Linked DNA regions of Mus musculus: regions 1, 2, 3, 5, 6 and 7 are each linked to region 4. A link is a contact called in public Hi-C and promoter capture Hi-C data. All regions are on one chromosome and are shown on one strand. The core of a region is the stretch at or near the end of the contact, and the rest is flanking DNA. Distances in the headings are between cores, read along the strand shown. Region 1 overlaps Fggy (FGGY carbohydrate kinase domain containing). Region 2 overlaps Fggy (FGGY carbohydrate kinase domain containing). Region 3 has its middle 13 kb from the start of Gm830. Region 4 overlaps Fggy (FGGY carbohydrate kinase domain containing). Region 5 has its middle 41 kb from the start of Gm12707. Region 6 overlaps Fggy (FGGY carbohydrate kinase domain containing). Region 7 overlaps Gm830 (a long non-coding RNA gene).

The links. Hi-C and Micro-C count contacts between places; a contact is called where the count stands out from the background. Capture Hi-C pulls out chosen DNA fragments and counts their contacts.
Region 1: a contact with region 4 is called in a Hi-C map of uterus, with 2.6 times the contacts expected there. The contact joins two enhancer-like sites. A contact is called at or near these places in 1 of 15 datasets of contacts at CTCF or cohesin (the NIH/3T3 cell line), 3 of 484 Hi-C or Micro-C datasets (bone marrow-derived macrophages, nephron progenitors and uterus) and 2 of 9 other capture datasets (adipose tissue and liver).
Region 2: a promoter capture Hi-C map of adipose tissue shows a contact between it and region 4. The contact joins two enhancer-like sites. A contact is called at or near these places in 1 of 15 datasets of contacts at CTCF or cohesin (the NIH/3T3 cell line), 1 of 115 datasets of contacts at active chromatin or transcription factors (embryonic stem cells) and 3 of 9 other capture datasets (adipose tissue, liver and pancreatic islet).
Region 3: a contact with region 4 is called in a promoter capture Hi-C map of adipose tissue. The contact joins two enhancer-like sites. A contact is called at or near these places in 2 of 15 datasets of contacts at CTCF or cohesin (CD8 T cells and the NIH/3T3 cell line), 1 of 484 Hi-C or Micro-C datasets (uterus), 1 of 115 datasets of contacts at active chromatin or transcription factors (heart atrium) and 2 of 9 other capture datasets (adipose tissue and liver).
Region 5: a contact with region 4 is called in a Hi-C map of uterus, with 3 times the contacts expected there. The contact joins two enhancer-like sites. A contact is called at or near these places in 1 of 484 Hi-C or Micro-C datasets (uterus) and 2 of 9 other capture datasets (adipose tissue and pancreatic islet).
Region 6: a promoter capture Hi-C map of adipose tissue shows a contact between it and region 4. The contact joins two enhancer-like sites. A contact is called at or near these places in 2 of 9 other capture datasets (adipose tissue and liver).
Region 7: a Hi-C map of uterus shows a contact between it and region 4. The contact joins two enhancer-like sites. A contact is called at or near these places in 2 of 15 datasets of contacts at CTCF or cohesin (CD8 T cells and the NIH/3T3 cell line), 4 of 484 Hi-C or Micro-C datasets (nephron progenitors and uterus), 1 of 115 datasets of contacts at active chromatin or transcription factors (heart atrium) and 3 of 9 other capture datasets (adipose tissue, liver and pancreatic islet).

Annotation. Positions count from the first base shown.
Region 1 is chr4:95,787,664-95,790,363 of GRCm38.p6, reverse strand. The region is part of intron 8 of Fggy (FGGY carbohydrate kinase domain containing); the gene reads right to left. Among named protein-coding and RNA genes, the nearest start is that of Hook1, 180 kb to the left of the region's middle. Within about 2 kb of position 1,318, at least 10 of the 459 cell types and tissues checked have an H3K27ac peak or open chromatin away from gene starts, as enhancers often do. A contact at or near this core is called in uterus, where this site is marked.
Region 2 is chr4:95,844,598-95,847,297 of GRCm38.p6, reverse strand. All of the region lies in intron 13 of Fggy (FGGY carbohydrate kinase domain containing), which reads right to left. Among named protein-coding and RNA genes, the nearest start is that of Hook1, 120 kb to the left of the region's middle. Within about 2 kb of position 1,252, at least 111 of the 459 cell types and tissues checked have an H3K27ac peak or open chromatin away from gene starts, as enhancers often do. A contact at or near this core is called in adipose tissue, where this site is marked.
Region 3 is chr4:95,499,069-95,501,768 of GRCm38.p6, reverse strand. No RefSeq gene overlaps it. Among named protein-coding and RNA genes, the nearest start is that of Gm830, 13 kb to the right of the region's middle. Within about 2 kb of position 1,303, at least 19 of the 459 cell types and tissues checked have an H3K27ac peak or open chromatin away from gene starts, as enhancers often do. A contact at or near this core is called in adipose tissue, where this site is marked.
Region 4 is chr4:95,635,761-95,638,460 of GRCm38.p6, reverse strand. The region is part of intron 5 of Fggy (FGGY carbohydrate kinase domain containing); the gene reads right to left. Among named protein-coding and RNA genes, the nearest start is that of Fggy, 80 kb to the right of the region's middle. Within about 2 kb of position 1,425, at least 125 of the 459 cell types and tissues checked have an H3K27ac peak or open chromatin away from gene starts, as enhancers often do. A contact at or near this core is called in adipose tissue and uterus, where this site is marked.
Region 5 is chr4:95,443,377-95,446,076 of GRCm38.p6, reverse strand. No RefSeq gene overlaps it. Among named protein-coding and RNA genes, the nearest start is that of Gm12707, 41 kb to the left of the region's middle. Within about 2 kb of position 1,341, at least 25 of the 459 cell types and tissues checked have an H3K27ac peak or open chromatin away from gene starts, as enhancers often do. A contact at or near this core is called in uterus, where this site is marked.
Region 6 is chr4:95,820,610-95,823,309 of GRCm38.p6, reverse strand. It overlaps Fggy (FGGY carbohydrate kinase domain containing), which reads right to left. Exons shown (of 16, transcript NM_001113412.1): 11 at 1,185-1,332. Among named protein-coding and RNA genes, the nearest start is that of Hook1, 150 kb to the left of the region's middle. Within about 2 kb of position 1,254, at least 43 of the 459 cell types and tissues checked have an H3K27ac peak or open chromatin away from gene starts, as enhancers often do. A contact at or near this core is called in adipose tissue, where this site is marked.
Region 7 is chr4:95,475,170-95,477,869 of GRCm38.p6, reverse strand. All of the region lies in intron 1 of Gm830 (a long non-coding RNA gene), which reads left to right. Among named protein-coding and RNA genes, the nearest start is that of Gm12707, 9.0 kb to the left of the region's middle. Within about 2 kb of position 1,404, at least 36 of the 459 cell types and tissues checked have an H3K27ac peak or open chromatin away from gene starts, as enhancers often do. A contact at or near this core is called in uterus, where this site is marked.

The DNA of each region.
Region 1 (2,700 bases), core at 69-2,568, 150 kb before region 4:
AAATACATGAAAATCTTAAAAAGTCACCATCTCTGTGCACGGGCACTAGCTATTGTCTTTTGGACATATCCTCTCAAACAAGTCACTGTGTTCCAGGTATGGCTAAGAGGACATTCATGCAAATCTAGACAAGAAGAAATCTGCTCTGTAGAACTCTTCTTCCAGTTTTGGCTTAACATAAAAAGGTAAGTTTAAAATGGCTAGGCAAAGAGCACTAAAAGCTATCTAGATGTGGTACCTCCCTTTGTGACTTTATAAACGTTTGTTTATAAATAAACAAAAGTGTTTGTCAAGCCCAGCTGAGATGCCAGGGCAAGGCTCACCGTATACATCTTTAAAAGGAGACTGATGAATGGCGAGACAGCATGAAGTCAAGAGGAAATGGCAGGTATAGAGAAGACAGGATGAAATGCCCTATTCCTTGCGTACCCAGGGACATCACAAATGTGACAGATGTACAGAAGTGATCCCAGCCCTCCTTCCTGTCAGCAGTACCGTAGGCCCCTGAGTCTACCATGCATCAGTCCTGGGAGACCTGAAATTGCTAGAAGGAACAAGTCTCCATCTCCAGGTGCCCAGTTTCACATTTTTTGCCCCTAGCCTTAAGATCCGGGTAAGCCTGAGTCCATTATACTCAGTTTTGATGAAAAAGGAAAAAAAAAAAAAAAAGAATAGGTTCAGAGCATTAACTCTTAAGTTCTAACTTAATGTGTGTTACAACTAAGACCAAACCAGGATTTAACCAAATCTGACTCTACGACATTCTCTTTCGAAACAACTTGATTTAAAAAAAAAAGTTGCAAAAAATAGAGTCAGAGACTCTTTCAGCTCAGCTCTTGTGGGCCATGAATAGATATGCAGCCTGTCCATTTAATAAAGTTGTGGACTATCCTATGTAAGGAAATGTGGGGCAGGGGCATAATCAAACAATTCCTGTTACACCCTCCCTCTTTTCTACAGGCAACAGCAGTGCTGTGAGGTTAAGTTGAAAGAAAAACTGTTTTACATTTAAATAAGATCATAGGAAAGAGAGGTGGTTTGTAACACCGAAGCAGTAATACAGAGACTCAAAGGAGAAAGGATATTGAGGAAAAGTTAATTTGGGGGTGCTTAACCCCTGTCTGTGTGCAAAAAAAAAAATCTCTACTAATATATAAGGTATGCAAACACTGTAGGACAATCAGAAACAAATGAAATGCTGGCTTCAGAGTAACAGGATTCAGCTGTGGGCAATGGCCAGGAGGCAGCTTTTGTTATGAATAGATCATCTGGATGGGAAGCAGGCCTGATTCCAGCCCTTGGAGTAGATCTTTTGGGGTATGAGAAAGTACTTGGGCCCATCTGGACTTCCTTAGGAGAAAAGAGAAGGGACGAAAACAACTGTCAGTAAAATATATGGCATGATACAGCACAGCTCTCTGAGGGTGGCTTAAATGGAAACTGCACGCTATTAATTTGTATTCAGTTTGCAAACCAAAGAGAATGATAATTGCCCTTATTTTTTAAATAAAAAAAAAAGGCGAACAAAGGCACACAGTGGGCGTGGAGGGGGGTGACTATTTGCCAAGAAGTTACTACAGTTGAATGCGTTTGTACTGGTAATCTCTGTGGTCTTGGAATTTCCTAGTTTACTGACAAGAAACCATGTCTCTTGGAGGTCAATGCCTTTCCATGGCTGCATGGATGTTATGTGGCAGGATGCAGATCTGATCTGGACCTTCACGTCTTTCTGTTGTAAGGGGTCACCTCTGAGCAATTCAGCAACTATGGAGTCAAAGCACATCTGGGGGCTCCAGGGAAGCAGCCATTCACCTCCTAGATTTTTACCATTTCCAGGGAAGTAGGTTTCTAGGGAAGGGCTATGGACTGCATGGGTAAGGCTCTGTCAGAAAAACTCTATGACTGAGTTAAGTTCACTTCAGGAGTCCCTAGATTTTCCCTCTCTCTACACTCACTAGGTGGTAAGATAAGGAACTGGCCTGGCTTTCAGACTTGTCAATTCCAGAGAACCCATGATCTCTGCATGTGATATAGTCTGGCTTGCCACTGGTCTGGCAAACTGAGAACCTGGCTCTCACTTTAGGGACAGACAAATAGCTCTTGAGTAGGAGCTATTTTCTTCTTTCTTACTTGACTCATAGGATGGTAAAGTAGCAAAGTATTGAGTCCTGGCAGGACAGAACGGCCTTCCGTGTGCAGAACTCGGGATGGGAAGCTGGACACTGAGGCTATACCCTTAGCCATAGTACAGAAGAGGACCGTCTTGTTCACCTATGAATAACAGGTCTGTGTAGCAAGTGATTAGCCTGGTCCCTGTCTGGCTCCCCTCTTGAAAAGACAGACAGGAAAATTTTCCTGCCAGGATGTTGAAAAAAATCTATAGGCAGGTTAGAATAGAAAGCAACTCTGGGCTGTCCTTTTTCATCTCTTCAGGCTTCAAGACAGTCTTGCCTTGCCATGTGCTGAGTCTATGACTCCCTGTACTCTTTATTATGTTACTAGGGAATATTTAATCCACATTTCTGTCTGAGTTCAAAGTACAGACAAGTCTCGTTAATCCTTGTAAGATGCAAAGATGTCTCCATGAGGGAGGGAGCAGCTGAAAATGGAAGTAGGCTTGGGTGGAAAAAAACCTGAGTCTCATTTCTTATGCTGAACCACGAAGACTGCTCAGTTTTCAATTTGTGTCTCTAATGGGTT
Region 2 (2,700 bases), core at 3-2,502, 210 kb before region 4:
GGTCCCTCCAGTTCCTCATCCCTAAGCCTAGGGAATAGAAATAGGTTAGCAGCTATGGGGGTCTTCCTGGCTGCCTAGGTTTTCCTTACCTCTGTAAATAAACCCTTTATTCAAGTTGGCCAAGTTTAAGTAAGCTTACCTTTCCTGCCTGGCCTGTCACCTCTGATCTCCGGGTCTCTATTATATTCTTCTGCACACTGGTCAGAAGACAATGGAAACTTTGCTGTTTGGTAATGGACTTCTTGGAGACATCTTGTTCTTTGTATCCTCAAGCCAAGTACTTGACAGCCTGTGTACCCAGGGGGTGCTTGTGAGTGTTGGCGGGAGGAGGGGTGTTGGGGGGTAAAGAACTAAAAGTCAGAATAGTGAGACAGGAAGAAGGAAACCCTAGAGAAACTGCCAGCCCTAAAAAAGCACAATTTACAAGACTGAACATTTAGTCCCAAGTCTGCAGGACGGTTACAGTTACTTGGTACACGCATGCAGACTGTTTTTGGAAATCACAGTTAAGTCCATGGCCAGGGTACAGGAAGTGCCTCTGGTGCCCAAGTCATTTCCCAAGGTGGTACAGCCCATATTTCCTGCCTTAATAAAGCCTGCTTTTCCTAACCTGGCCAAAATTGCTTATAAAATCTTAAACTCTTTTTCTCCACCATGCCTTCTCCTTTTGGGGCATAGGGCTGCCTGGAGGGAGGAAGTGAAGCAACAGGCTAGGATCACTCCCTATGAGCTCCAAGAACCTAGAACTCAATTCCCCAGAGTGGTCTACATGAGGTAGACAACAACGTTGTGGTTTTTTTCAGAAGAGGGACCCCAGGCTCTCACAAGTAAAGTGACTTCCTCTACGTCAGACAGCTGGCCTGCTGATCTTTCCACTACTCGGCTCTGCAATTTTTCATGCGGATGTCTGAGGATTTCATACTATGCTGTGTTTTGCTCTACATTGTTCTGGACAGGGAAAGCAGCGCAATTGTAGTGCTTAAAGGTACCAGGGCCTCACCTTTCCCCAGGCTTCTTTACAGAACAGACTCAAGTGCATTCCTTTCTCTGAGCCCTGGGTAAAGGCAGGAAGAGGGAGGCTTTGCCTGGAATGTCAGCTATTTTATCGGATGCATTAATGAGTTTAGCAGAAGCCAAAGCATTTGAAGGCAGATGCACTGTGCCATCCTTTGTCAGTCATGAGTAGAGGAATTTCAGGCCAAGAAAAGGTCTCTTTGTCCACAACTGTAACTAGCCAGTAGTTAGAGACAAAGGGTCCAATTTCTGCCTGAACCCAAACAGCCACTAACAGCCTTCCATTCAGCAGCCCAGAGAACAACAGTTCCCAATGCAGAGCTTGCAGCAAAGTGGCATTCCCTGGCTTTTTTGACGCTCAGGGACACATGACTAGAGGATGGCCCATTTTCACAAAACCCTGAGCTGTCGTGCCTGCCCAGGCTGTTCCCAGGTCACCTCTGGCTACCCTGCTCAAGGGTCCTCTTTTCCCCATTCCCTGTACTGAAGCTGGCTTTTAACCTGCTTCCATCCAGGTGGGATGTGGCTTTGGGTAACTAAAAGCTAAGAAGTGGGGAATCACAGAGCAGACTTCAGGCCTGTGTCTTAGCTGAGCCATCCAGCTGATCTTACTTTCATTTCTGTCTACTCCACTCTTTGTGGTCCACTTCTGCAGGTTTACAAACCTTGGAACAGGGCTGGCATCATCGGAGAGCAATAAAGGAAAGGTCCAGAAACCTGGCTCAATGGCCCAATCCCAATCCCAATATTATGTGGCTGCCTGATTTAGGGAAGCCAATTGAATGTACCTCTCCTGTCCTTCTTCCTTCTTTGTTTGACTACAATGCAGTCTACTTTCTAATTTCAGCAGTTAGGGAGAATTAATGATTGCAGTATGATTCCTACCAACAGACTAGGCACTTGGCTGAGGGGGGCAAAGTCCATGCTTCCCCACATCCTAATCGATCTTTAACACAACATGCTTTTCTAGGTGAGCCCCCAAATTGTGCCTTGGTCTACTTCTCTGTAAGATATGAATAGGTATTCTAGTTAGTTCCTTATTTAGTACCTTATATGCAGGGAATGAGCCTATCACTTGGATAAAGGCCCCGTATCTGCATGGCCTGGAGCAGGAATGATCTCATGAGTCAGTCTGAGCTCAGACACCAACCTACTCGCTATGGAAGAAACACAATGGGTGGGTTCATACGGAATGGAGCCCAGGGTAAGGTGGGCTCATGACAGACATCTATGCCCCCCGCCAACTACCACCACAAGGGGAGCCTTATCCTGTGCTTATACCTGGTGTCTGGGTACCGAGCAATGGGTACAGGAGGGCGCAACAGTCTCCAGGAGACACTTGGGGAGAAGATACTAGAATGTTGAAGGTACTAGCACAGGGAGACTTGAAGCTAGGTCAGGGTTTATTTATACCCCTGCAAGGTGTCCTCCCAGAGAGCTTTTCCTGGAGCTCTGGACTCTTCCCAGATGCCAGTTTGCCACTGTCCCCTACTCCCTATGCCCATCACAAAGATGCTAAACGCATGACTTTACGACCAGAACCCCTTGGGCACTGAGATGGAATCTCAGCATTTGGGTGCCCTTGGAATTACAGGCCCATGCTAGATCTTGTCCACAGCATTTTGGACCTAGGTTCCTTCTTCAGATAGCCTGATCACTTACCCTGTGCTACAAGATCCAAAACTG
Region 3 (2,700 bases), core at 54-2,553, 140 kb after region 4:
TCAGCTGCCCCACAGATACCCTGCTTAGGAGTGACGCTCTCGTTCTTCCAAACGCCAAGTGTCTAATGAGCATCTAAATGAGAAAACTTTGTAGCAAGACAGAAGATGTCTGTAAAAAGAAAACATCTAATGGATTTCTAGTTCTGTCAAGATTTAAATTTGTAATGAAGATGATATTTGAAATTAAAGACTTAAGTTAGAAGCTACTGAAGGTCATTTTTTTCATCCCAGAAGGGCTCATGGCACTGGGAGAAGTCTATGTCTCTCGGTTCACTAGCATACCTTTCAATCTGTGGCTGCAGGCAAAACTAGTCTATGGACCAGACACCACACTGGACTCAGCGTGTGGTGGCTGCAGCTGTCCCCCTCTTTCTCCCTGGGGGTCCCCTGGGGCATGCCATATTTCTCTCAAACATTCTTGGAATATTTCATGATTCATTCTTGAAGCATGAACTTTTTAACTCTTTTCCCCTGGAGGATTTTTTTTTTTCCTAGCTTACTTACAGGTTGACATGGAAACTCACAGAACCTCTGTAAACAGATCAGGAGAGATACCATTCAGTGGTCAGTAGCCTATTCATCTTAGCAAGCCTGACTTGCTGAAACTCACTCATTTATTTGCTTGCTCCAGAATGCATCACAACAAAAAGAATCTTATTTTATTGAAAAGTGACTTGGTCAGAGGCACAGCATGATGTAGAAGCTATTTGCATTTCAAATCAATGAACCCATGGTGCCTGACTTAGTATACTTGATTATACTAGATGAGGAAATGAGCCAATTTCTTTGCTTTGTTAATGATTCTCATGACTTTACATAATATTTTTAAATTATAATAATGGGATAGAAAAGTTGAACTGGGATGGCCCTAGATTCCTAATAAGAGAATGAAAATCCACAAGAAAAATTCTTTGGAGACAGAACTAATATGTATCCCTAAAGATTTACAATTTTTTCACTTCTGATGTTCTAATAGCCTTCAATAGATTCATGATCACCTCTCCTGTAGCAAAGGGAATTAGGACCCAAGGAACCAATGAACTTCCTCAAGTTTGCCAAGCTGCCTAAATCAGCTCATGTAGAATGTTTGAGGTCTTTTCACAATCCTTCAGTCTCTGGATATAATTGTCATGTTTGTGAAAGGCTAAATTTCCCCAGAACTGAAAGCATCCCTTGCTCAGAAACTGGGCAGATCTTTGCATTTTCTTAGGAGGAAAGAGACTGTGATAGTAGCTGTTACACCCTACTCCATTCCCCATGCCCCACCCTCTGACATCATGGGTGTACAGCTCATTTCTGGAAGGAATCACCTATAAAAGATCCACCCAGTGGCTCAACATCATAAAAATGAGTCCATGCTCTGAGCCAGTCGAGTAAGTCCCAGATCCCAAAGCAAAGCAAGAAGCCAACGGTTTCATGAATTTCAGCCCAGATACCAGAGCCTTCGACTCAGAGCTTGGAACCATTAAACATATTCCAGTAGTTCCATGTCAGTGACTTAAGATTATAGTTCTATAGGATAGTCTTTAAATAGATCCAATAGCCTTGAGAACACAGCATCAGTGCTTAGCATGACAAACAAAGTTATTCATGACATAAGTCTTGCATCAGTACCTCTTTCCTTTCCTTCCCACTCATATAAGGACATGGAAGTACACCAAGCATCACACACCCCTGGCTCTTTGCAGAAGCTGGGATTTCTTGTTGGTGCTTTTCTTTTGTTACCTCATCACTGTCTAGATAATTCTAACCCCAGCCTCACCTTTCCTATGAGAAGTCTTCCTGAAAGTTCATGTCAAGGTAAGGTGTTCAGCTTATCATCATGAATATCTGACATTGTGCTTCTCTGTTTAATCAGCCTTAGGCTGTGAGCAGCACAGTCACAGAGAATGCATCTTGACCAACAGCAGCATCCTTGGAGCCCATCATGAACAAAGTAACTGAAGAGCTTGTGGATATACACATCATCAGAGTGAGGCCCTTCTAGGTGATCACTCAGAAAAGGTATGTCACGCTGACTGTTCAACTTCTCAGTATTCGACTTCTGAGTCCAATTTTCACAGACATCTTGAGCTTTCTTCCTCACACACATCTCCTTCTCTTTCTGTTCATTCACATCTTACTCAGTTACTCTTCCGTCCATGCCTAGAATTTCCACTTCAATCAAAAGTAGCCAAATTGATCTACAAAGCTGCCGTACCTTCTGCTTCTCCAGACTGGAACATCAAAAATGTTCTATATTCAGTTCCCTTCCCAACTCCAACCAGCTTTCTTAGCAATCCTTACATAAATTTTTTGATGTTTACTCTGACTTACTAATAATCCCTTATAGGCAAAGGATTTGCAACAGGAGAGAGAAGGAAGTGAAAATAAAATGCTATCTTACCCTGTTTGGGAGGTTAACAAAATATGTTAAGAAGGTAACAAAAACTTTTTATTCATGGTTTTGGGGCCTTTGGAATATAAGATCAAGGCAACAAAAGATTGGTGTCTTTTACGAGCCCATTTCCTGGCTTATGATATTTGTGCGTGTTCCTGTGGCAAACAAGTTTCTTCAGAAGTCTTTTTTTTGTTTGTTTGGTTTTGTTTTTGTTTTTTGGAGACAGGGTTTCTCTGTGTAATCCTGGCTGTCCTGGAACTCACTCTCTAGACCAGGCTGGCCTTGAACTCAGAAATCCACCTGCCTCTGCCTCCCAAGTG
Region 4 (2,700 bases), core at 176-2,675:
TGCAAAGAATTTCAACAAAGGGTGAGGCTTTGAGACAATTCACTACAAGACATCAAAGAAAGTAAATAGGAGTGCAGTGTAAAAGGAACGAGAAATCCCACATTTTCTTCTCTGTAAAAAAGATGGGACACAGTAAGAGGCATGGCTGTGAAGCCATGCATGCATTCCTAGGTGGGCCCCAGCCTCTGTTCCGTAGCAGCTGTGTGAGCCAGAACATGTTCCTTGGCACACTATCAGGACCACATAGGACAAATGCACAATATCCCAGAATGTAGTTCCTTTCCCACAGGACGAGCCCTTCACTGGCTTTCTCTTCTGTCCTGCCCCTCAGCCCATCCAGTCTAGTGTAGACAGGTTTCACTCTATATCTCTAGTATGTCCTGGAATGACTCCTATCACTGTACATTATTACCTGCTACTTCACCAGACATTCCCTAGATACCCAGACAGAAAAGCACACCACTATCTTTAAAAAGCAACTCCCATTAATGAATAGAACCCTACTCATGTGGCCTTTTGCTCATCACTGGCTGGGATGCTCCTCAGAAGCTGGGGCTATGCCTTGTTCTGCTGCAGACAGTCAGAGGAGAGAGGTCTAGCTCACAGAAGACGGTTCGAACTGAAATATCAGAAGTCCATCTCTTTTCCAAAACAACACAAAGGCAAGCTTTCCCCTAAGGGATCTCTTTTCCTTTCTGTAAAACAGTACACAGACCCCACCCCCCCCCCCCGCCCCTAGCCCCTAGCCCTCCACTGAATTACAGTTAAAATAGCTTTTGTGAAGGACAGACACGGGACACAGTGGCCATTTCTCTTCATGTGTGTGCACCCAGGCAATGAAGCCATTGTAATGGGAACAATGTGTGTTTCATTGCACTTCAACAGAACACATGACACTGTGTTTTGAGCCTGGGTGGGGATAGGGGCCAAAGTAAAGAAACCAACCCTAAAGTTTTATTGCATGAAATTCTGATAAAGAAGCACTTCGAAGCCTCTTTCCCATCATCAAAAAACCCACACTGGGCAAGATCAGAGCTTAACAGCCAAAAAAAAAAAAAAAAAAAAAAAAAAAAAAAAAAAAACCACATTCAATCCCTGAGATCATTTTCCTGAAATAGAAAACTACATATGTTTCTCAAATTTCACATCAAGCCACTGCAGAGGCCAGACTGCAGGGCTAAATTGGCCCAATAAGAGAAAAAGAAAGGAGAAGGGAGAAGGGAAAAAGAGAAGGAAAGAAACCTATTCTCCCACATGGCCACGTCTCCTCAGCACAATGTAGACTTACAAGCACCCAGCCACAGAGCTCTCAGTGAGAGTTGCTTATCCTGCAGCTTTTCCTTTGTCAAATTAAGAGACACTGCCTTGGATTAAAAAGACGCCTTAAATTCAAAAATGACTTCATGGTTGGCTCAGAGCTCCGAGTCTCCAGGGCTGGCCGCCAGGAGCACATCTAGTTCAGAGCCTCCCTCCCCTCCCTACTGGAATCAACCTGACTTCCAGAGAGACTGCAGGGCAAACCCTCAAGCAGAAGGGGTTTCCATACTAATTAAAGTCCAAGCACCTCTTTGAAACTATCTCCAGCTCAGCTTATAGAAAACTGAGGTTTCCTAAGAAGCAAGGATGGGGGTTAGGGATGAGGTAAGGGTACAAACAGGTAAAGTGGCATTGGGAAGATATTACGTTTTAAACAGCAGGCTACACTCTAGATAAGAACCAGAAAGAAATCTAGGAGGATGGATGAGCTAAAGACCTTTACAGAACCCGGGGAGAAGGCCTGACTTCTGAAAGGAGTAAGAGCCAGGCAATATTCAAAGCTGAGAGTTTTCACTAATGGATGCACTGCTTGGCACATTCTAACATACAGGTTGACATTTTTTTATTCATTAACAAAAATGAAAGCCATCTTCTAAATGACTTTAGAACAAAGGAATCCCTGATAGCAGTTTCTTAATAACATTTAAATATTTTTTCAAAGGCCCTTGAGAGAGAAGGAAAAGAAACACAGCAAAAAGGAGGTATATAAATTTTTAAAAAGAAACTATACAGAAGGGGAAGAGAAAGAAGAGAAGGAAGGGTCAGAATTTCCATGTAAAGTTGAGTTCCAGAGGTCTAATTCTACAATTAAACCTTAACTACCCATTTCTAAGGGAAAGAGCCTAAGAAAAAAATCCAAAGGGGTGAATGGTGGAAGTCCTTTCACTAGATTATTACATCTGCACAAGGGTCAGGACCCATGGTATGGGGCAAGTCCTTCAAGCTCCCCTCCACCTCCCTTCTGCATCCTGTAACCCATCTTGAACACAACCACACTGTTGGAGCCTTGCTATATCATAGATTCCAGTACAAGATGCTAACACCTATAATGAGACAGGATGAATCTGAAAGCAACCAGAATAAAATAATAAAGACAAAATAATCAGAAGATCCAATTATCATCCAAGAAACAGTCCACTGGCAGAGGGGTCCACCCTGGATACAAACTAACTGAAGAGTTTACAAAGAAATCCATTCTATGGAGACCTGGTTTCAAGAAAAGGTACCCCTAATCAAGTTACAGCCCAAAGGTCATACTGACCATGCAACCTTGTCCCTTGGTTTCAACCTCAGGGTAAAATACTTCTGATTTCAGTATCATGTTCATAGTTCCAAGACTGTCAACAGAGAGTATACCATCATATCCATTTGCAAGCGAGGAAC
Region 5 (2,700 bases), core at 92-2,591, 190 kb after region 4:
TTCAGCCTATGGGAACTTTTGAAACTGAACTGAATGCATTTCTACAACTTGATATGGACACAAGCCTATGGAGACCTGGAATCTGGTGGTTTGAATAAGAATGGCCTCCACAGACTCATATATTTGAATACTGAGAGAGTTGCATTAGGGGTGTGGCCTTGTTAAAGGAAATGTGCCACTAGGACTTTGGAGTTTTAAATACCCAAGCAAGGCTCAGTGTGGCTATCTTTCTTCCTGCTGTTTGATGATCCAGATGTCTAACTTTTAACTCCCGCACCAGCACCATGTCTGCCTGCATGTCACCATGTTTCCCACCATCGTGATAATGGAATAAACCTCTCAACTTTTGAGCCAACCTCAAATTAAACATTTTTCTTAATAAAAGCTGCTGTTGTCATGATGTCTCTTCACAGCAATAGAAACCCTAATGCTGACAAACGAATCTTGAGGACATTATGCTAAATGCAATAGGCCTGTCACATCATAGAAAGAGAAATGGAATATTACCCCCATGCTCCCATGTTCTCTGGAGCAGCCCAAGACAGAGGAGTTTTAGGAAGGAGCAACTGGCAGAGGTCCAACTTACCCTGGAAATGGAAGGGAACAAAAATGGACAGGTAGAAAAAAAAGAGAAAGGGAAAAAGAGGGGGTTGTAAGAAATAGGTGAGAAAGATATCAGAAACACTTTTGTCTCTTGTTAGATGTTAGGAGTAAGAAACAGGTTCTTAATAGAACTCTCCTCCAAGGGCAGTCCTCAGGAATTTCCAATAGCAGTAAGTGGTGAGTAGAAGCCAAGTCCTAATCCTGACTTCTCCACTTTGTACCTCTGGCTACATTTGCACATGTGTTTCTGTCTGTAATTCCATAACCGAGAAACTGGGTTATTAAAACTCACTGGAATCTCAGGGGACAACAACATGAAAACATAGAGATACAAATTATTTAGAAAGTAAATACATCACTTAAGTACAGTCTAACCTCACTCCCTCCTTTCAGACGTGACTGCTTCACAATGCAGATCCTGTTTCCTCATCTGAGAAAGGTATAAATATCACTGCGCTAGAGATTCATTTAAGGACTAAATTAAGTGACAGGTGTATTACATATAAAGGAATCCACAAATGTCTGTTTATAACACAATGACAGCAATTGAAACACTTCTTTACAGTTGAGAATTTAAAAACAAGAAACAAATAAAAACGGACAGTGAGACTGGGCGTATGAGGAAGAATATAAAAGGTCCTTGTTTTCAGCCTTCTGATTTGCCCTTACCATGCCCCTGCCTAGACATAAAAAGCTGCTGTTTAAGGGCTCTACCTTTCTTTGTTTCCACAAGGTTAGAAGCCTCCGCCCCCTCCCCTCCACCACCCTCTCCCCTGCCTCATCCTGCCCCGCCCCCGTGCCGTGTCCCGTGATTAACCACTCTGATGACGTTGGATTACTTCCTGGACTTCATTTACTTAATAACTAATCTTTCATTGCCTCTCCTACTTTAAACCCAGCCAGGCTTCTTCCTGCCTCCATCGCTTAAGGCCTCACCTCTTTAAATCAGGGATAATTCCGAGACACACTCCAGCCCAGGCTAATGGGCAAAGGCCATTTTCCTCATCATTTCCCAACCTTGCAACATTTCAGAGGCTTCTCAATAATCCCAGCAAATCACTCGTGCCGTTCTTCTGCAGACACCTAGTAAATACTTCCAATAGGCAGTTTCTTCTGGTTCTTTTTATCTGGGAAAGGCTGTCCCACTAGAGCCCAAAGCACAGCAAGACTGAGCCTATACACTTAGGCAAAGAACTAAGCCCTGGACTTGAGAATAGCTGAGGTCCCTGAGCCAAACATCTGTGCCAAGAACCAGGTACAATGAGCCTCCAAAAGTGTGTTTTCTCTTCTCAAGCCCTAAGAGCTTTCTCGTCTATTTTGTGGACAGAGAAACAGGTCATTTTTGCCCATGCTCACCACCTCCCCCCACACCCCTCAGTCTGATCCTATGAGCAATAACATTTCCTGGTTGGAAATGCAGACTCTGGACCCTGCAACTTGCCCCTAAATTTACTGAATAAGAACCACTAAGGTAGTGTTCAGTAATCCATTGCTTAACAAGCCCTCCAGGTTACTCTGACACACGCACAAGTTCAAGAAACACTGGGCCTAAAGTGTGCCAAGTTCACAAATCTAATAAGTGGCAGAGTTAGGGCTGGTAATTAGAAATTGATTAATTCTTAAACCAGAGTCCGAGGGGCTTGAAAACAATACTGCTCACAGTGAGGATTCAAAGTAAAACCACATTGTATGAGGTTCAGGGAAGTTTAGATCTCTGTTTGATCTAACGGAGCAGATCAATAGCTTTTCAGCTCCAGTGCAATAGCATCTCTCTCATTCACTCGGCCTTCTCTTCATGCTCATCAGAGGGCTTCAGCAATTCCAACCTTAGTATTTTGTTTCTCAAATGTCCAGAGGTCCAGGGGTTACAGCAAGAAGAGGCTTTGCCTCTTCAGCTGTATCTTTTTCATTTCTGCCCTCAACATGGCTTCGCCCAAGAGATTGCATCTCATTCATTATTTTCAAAAGTTTCATTGTATGCCCATTTCAAATCAACCACTGGCAAGAAAAAAAATGAAGTAACATGATTGGGTAAGACTAATGAAGAGCTCCTGACCATGGATTACACGGAAGGAAGTCTGTAGATGGGAGTGCTGC
Region 6 (2,700 bases), core at 5-2,504, 190 kb before region 4:
CACAAACCTTAAATTCCTGAAGCCAGTAGGCCTTCTCACAGTTAATGTTGCTCCTGCATGTTAGTGGCATTTGCTCAGAGACTACCTTCTCACTTCCCATTTTCACTTTCCTTACACTCCCCTTCCTAGACTTGGCATTTAGGAATTCTTATGTGGTCCATTAGAACTGAAAGTTCTCTTCCTCTCTAGATTTAACTTGTTTCATTCACCTCCAAGCCTAGCTCTCAGTGTTCTCAATAGCCAGCCTCCTCACAGCTACAGATCCTGTCTGGCTTGGAGGTACTACAGCCTCATCCAGGTGTGAGCTTGCCACCAATTTCCTCCTGAACTCTACAGGAGGGCTCATGATCTCTGGGCTGAATGTAGCCTTAAAGATTCTTAATAGCAAAGAGTATACATGGAAGGATCCAAGGTTCCAGATACATATGTAAAAGAGATTGGCCTTACCTGACATCAATGGGAGGGGACGGAGGCTTGATAGCCAATCATAGGGGGACGATAGTGGGGTTAGATGGGAGTGGGTGAATGGGTGGAGGAACACCCTCACAGAGGCAAAGGGGAGGGAGGAGAGAGATGGGATGGGGAAGTTTGTGGAGAGGTAACTGGGAAGGGGAATTTCATTTGAAATGTAAATGAAGAAAATGATTAATAAAAATAAATAAAAAACAAAAATAAAAAAGAGCAGACTTGATCCCCCAATATTAGTTATTAATTATATTTTTAGCTGAAGTTAAATCTGAAATTCTGAAATTTTGCTATGGGCTCAGAACAGCCATGGCTCTCAGGCTTGCTTCAGGAAGTGGGACCATGGGTGGTAATATTTACCACTGAGGTAGTGGGTAGCCTGGAGACAGAGATGGAAAACATGACTACAAATCAGTGTAAATGTAAAAATGACATAGGCAGGACTTTCAGCCACACCAGGGCAGTAAGACACAGCAGTAGTTGAGTACAGAAATACTATCTCAAAGGCGCTCTGAGCTGGCTTGGAAACAACAACAATGGCTAACAGATCTTTCTGGAGAGCAGGAGCAACCTGACCAAGGCAACTGACAAAAGCCAGCTCTTCTTGGCCACCTTTTCTCAGTTGTTCCCTCTTTTCCTGTCTCCTCACTTTGTGTCTTCCAAACTTTGCAACCCCTTGGCTGGCCTTCACCTCCGTGCATGGACTGGCTTTTACTTACCATGCCCTTCAGAGTCAGATCTGCTAAGGGAGACCGGTTGCCATGGAAATCTGGCCAAACATGTAAATCAACAGTGAGGAAACCCACAGGCTGAGCCTTCTTAATCAGATCCAGGTGACTATTCAAATATGCATATATACTCTGGCATCTGGAAAAGAAGTGGATTTTGATTTTAAAAGGGGATAGGGTTGAAAAGCAAATTATTCTGCAGAAAGAAACCATTTGCACTTCGATATCAGACCCAGGAAAGCAAAGAGGGCTCTCAAAAGCTTGAGCAAAGCAGCTGCTCTTATATGAAACTAGCCCCTGAACTCTCACAACACACTGTCATGCCAGGGCAGCACTTCCCATGGAAAGGCTTGGAGTCAGGAGACCTGGTCAGACAATGGCTTCACTCCTGGTAGGTGTGTACACATGAGCCAGTTATTCCAAGCTCTCGAACTGTCCTCTTCTCATCTGTAGAAACATCCTACAATCTCTGTCCAACTTACCTCATATGGTTATTATGAAGATCAAAGACCATGTATGCAAACATACAGCATTCTGTAAACTGCAGTACAATATGGTGCATATGCAAAGGATTTATTTAAATCTGTCTTCCTAATTGTAAAAATGATGAAATGACAAATAGAGATAAATATACGCTCCTGGATCCAATGAGTGAGCGTCATACACACAGTAAGGATCAAGAATTAGACATGGGATTCAGAACCATGACTTTGAAAGGCTATCGTGTAGGTTTTCCCATTTTAAGTTTTAGTTGATTGAGGTGTAAAATGGTGGAATTGGAATGACCCCCTTAATCAATGACATTTCTCAGGTCAAAAGATGACAAACTTGGGAGTGAAAACAGTGCAAGTTTCAGATACTGTTTTCTATCCTGGCTACAGTTAGCCTCTCTGAATGTCTATTTCCTGTTCATTATGTAGTATAATAATACTTACTTCATAATGTAGTATCATAATACTTCACTGGGTTAAGTTTTACTGTGGGACACAGTTCACTAGCTAGGGAATCTGGGGAAAATGAACCTTCCAAAGCTCTGAACCAAAGATCCCAAAGATGGACCAGAAAACCTCAGAGAGACAAAGCATGGGCAATGCCCACAGGAGGTTAGCAGCTAGAATACTTCTGCCAATATTTGTGATTTGCATTCTTAAAATGCTTTAGAAGAAGTGACTTCAAGTTCATATTTTGCAATGCCAGGAGTGTCCCCATGGATACCATGATGTTTCTGTAGGTTTCTGAAAAAAAAAATCATAAAAATAGTTTCAAACTCTCTTTTCCTCTCTATCAGTGAAAACTGTGTGTGTGTGTGTGTGTGTGTGTGTGTGTGTGTGTGTGTGTGTGTGTGTGTGTGTGTTTCTGTTCTGGAAATGAAACTTAGAGTTTTGAGAATGCCATCCAAATGCTTAACCACTGAACTATAAACACAGGTCCAGTGAAATTTCTTTTAGTAAGTAAAAAATGTATATGAAATTCTAATGCAAAACGTGGAGAAAACCAAAACACATGA
Region 7 (2,700 bases), core at 155-2,654, 160 kb after region 4:
GACTTTAAGCAGCACAGTACTTGGTACGGAGAAGTCAGAAATTAGAATCCAGATGACAGAGAGACATATGGATTAGGCCAGGAAGGAGCCAGTCATCCCCCTGTTAGGACAAAACTGGTAGTCAGTGTGTGGGCGTGGTGTATGGGAATGGGAATTGAATTTTGATACTCTGTGGAGACATGCAGGTTCATGTTCCTTTCCACCATGTCAGCCAACACCTGTCTGTAAGCTGCTGGCTCACCTCCATTTCTCTCAGCCCTGCCTATGTCTAGGTTCTATGTTGTCATGTACGTCATGATGTAGCTGTTTTCGTTCCTTTATCAGTAAACTTACTACCTTAGCATCTAACTGTTCATTTTGGCCTCCTTGCACTTCCTACTGAATTCAAAACAAGGACTCTTCTTTTCCATTTTGTTTGTCCTTTTTTTTTTAAAGCAAATTTAGCATACAATAATCATTGCTGAGGATAAGAAAGGGAGACGAATGAATAAGAAGCATTTCAGCTCTGCAAAACACACAATTGACGCCTGCACTTTGCTTTAGTTTTCTTGAGTTTTAAAACCTGAATGGTCCCATAACCAGCTGAAGATGTGAATTGTGATGTCAAGCCCCCCAGTCTCAGGGCAGAGCAGTTTGCAGAGCAGGCTGCCAGGTGCCTGCTCAGAAGGCTGCTCAGATGTTACAACACGTGGCAGTTTTATACATACACACACATTGCTTCCAAAATACTAAGATAAATGACATATTTCACGTGGGGCTAAAGAAGATAGATGATAGGAAGATGTCTGAAAAAACAAAGGAGGAATTTTAGATGGGATGTAGGGAAAGAGGTGATCTTTGGGATATAACTGAAGAATGCAGATGCTCCAGATGTGCAAAGAACCAAGGCAGAGCATCCTGTACAGGGAGATGGGATGGCATTTGCAAAGACTGAGACCAGGAAAAGGCCAGGCTTGACTGTGTGCTGTCCATGTAGGTGCACAAACACAGATGTCCTCAGTGGCCTCTCAGAAACCTAAGCTCTTCTCAAATGTAGTGTCTCTTAGCCTTGGTAGTGGACTCCACATCTGTCTTGTGCTGAAGAGTACAGCAAGGACATGGCTGTCATACCCAGGTGGCAGTTGGTGATGCACTCCTACAGCAATACTCTTTTTTCAAGTCTGAGATTCCTAGCCACAATCCCACAGCGAGGAGCTGCAGTTGATCCTAAAACCAAGCTTTCTCCCACGCCAAACCATCGACTTGGTGCCAGGGCTGGATTTATTACCTAGTAACTGAGGACAGAAATAATTGGTCGCATTAGTGCCTGGCAGCTGCGCTGGGGCTCCACTCTAGAAGGGAGTCAGGGACTAAAGAACTGAGACAAGTTTACTTTTCTCAGCCCAGGTGCTCTCCTGAGGCCCGCCCAGCCCTAATGAACACTGCAAGCCAAGGCCCGTGCAGCTGACAGGCCGGTTCCCCACTTGCAGAGTCCCGGTTTCTTTCCAACCTCTGAAAGAAAAGCACTAGCTAAGGCAGAATGAAGAAATGGCTGCTCTAACTTCGTCTCCGGCTGCTCTCATTTGATTCCCCACAAAAGCCAGCTCTACTCCACCAATTGAGTGTACAAAGGAAACAATTACCTGGAGAAGTCAAGCAATAAGGACAGGACAGAATGAAATCCGGCAGGTCCCTGGCTTCTAGCTAGAATGCACATAGCTGGAATGTTTTTCATACTGGATGGAGTAAAGGGCTTAGACTTTGGGGTCAGGTGGATCTGCATTTGAAAACAAATCCAACTACCCATTATAGATGTGCTCTCTTTAATATGGTCCACTCTGTGCCTTGGTTTACAAGAACTTTGCAACAGAGGGTATAGACCTCCTGCCATCAGAGCTGGATGATGCTCTCTCTAGTTCTGGTACCATCAAAAGTAAAGTTAATGAACTTCTAGCATTGGTGTCTGTCTCCAAAGTCATCCTGAGCCTGTTACCCCAGCACTTGGGAAGCAGAGTCAGAGGGATTATGAGTTCATGTCTAGCCTAGACTACATAGTAAGGCTTCCTGAAATAAACAAATAAGACCCAATTACATGGCTACTTTGAAGAAATGTAAGAATTGTGTGTACTTTATGTATGATGACATACACAAAGCAGCTGCGCAGTACCTGTGAAAGTTGTTATTACATAAGTACTGCTTTAGTTTCAGAATCAGGTTTCTCGAAATGTGATCCAAAGGTATCATTTCCCTCCTGGGACATGGTGGACACACTCCCAGAACCATCCCAACTTCCTGAACTTCAGGCCAAGCATTCTGCTCTGGAAGGATCTCCAGGTGATTTGGGTGCAAAACTAAAGTTAGGCATTTCTGCTCTAGGTAGGCATTTTGAATGCCTTTGAGAGATTTCAGTCAACTGTAAATGTCTTGGGCCCCTAAACACTTGTTTATCCCAACCTGTGATCTTTCCAATGAGCTCCCCTGCTTGTTCCTGGAGAAGAAAGCAATTTGTTGCTCAGGACTTCCATATCAGATTAACAACATCTTCTATAGTTTACAGTCTTTCAGGCATGCTGATCATACATCTACATGGATGACGATCACTCACCTCTGCAGTTATCTTTATTAGGCAAATAAGGAAAGCAACACTCTATGAGGTGAGTTATGTTATCCAAATATTTGCAAGCTCTGAGTCATTAAGCTGTTTGATAAGCAGGATTCATT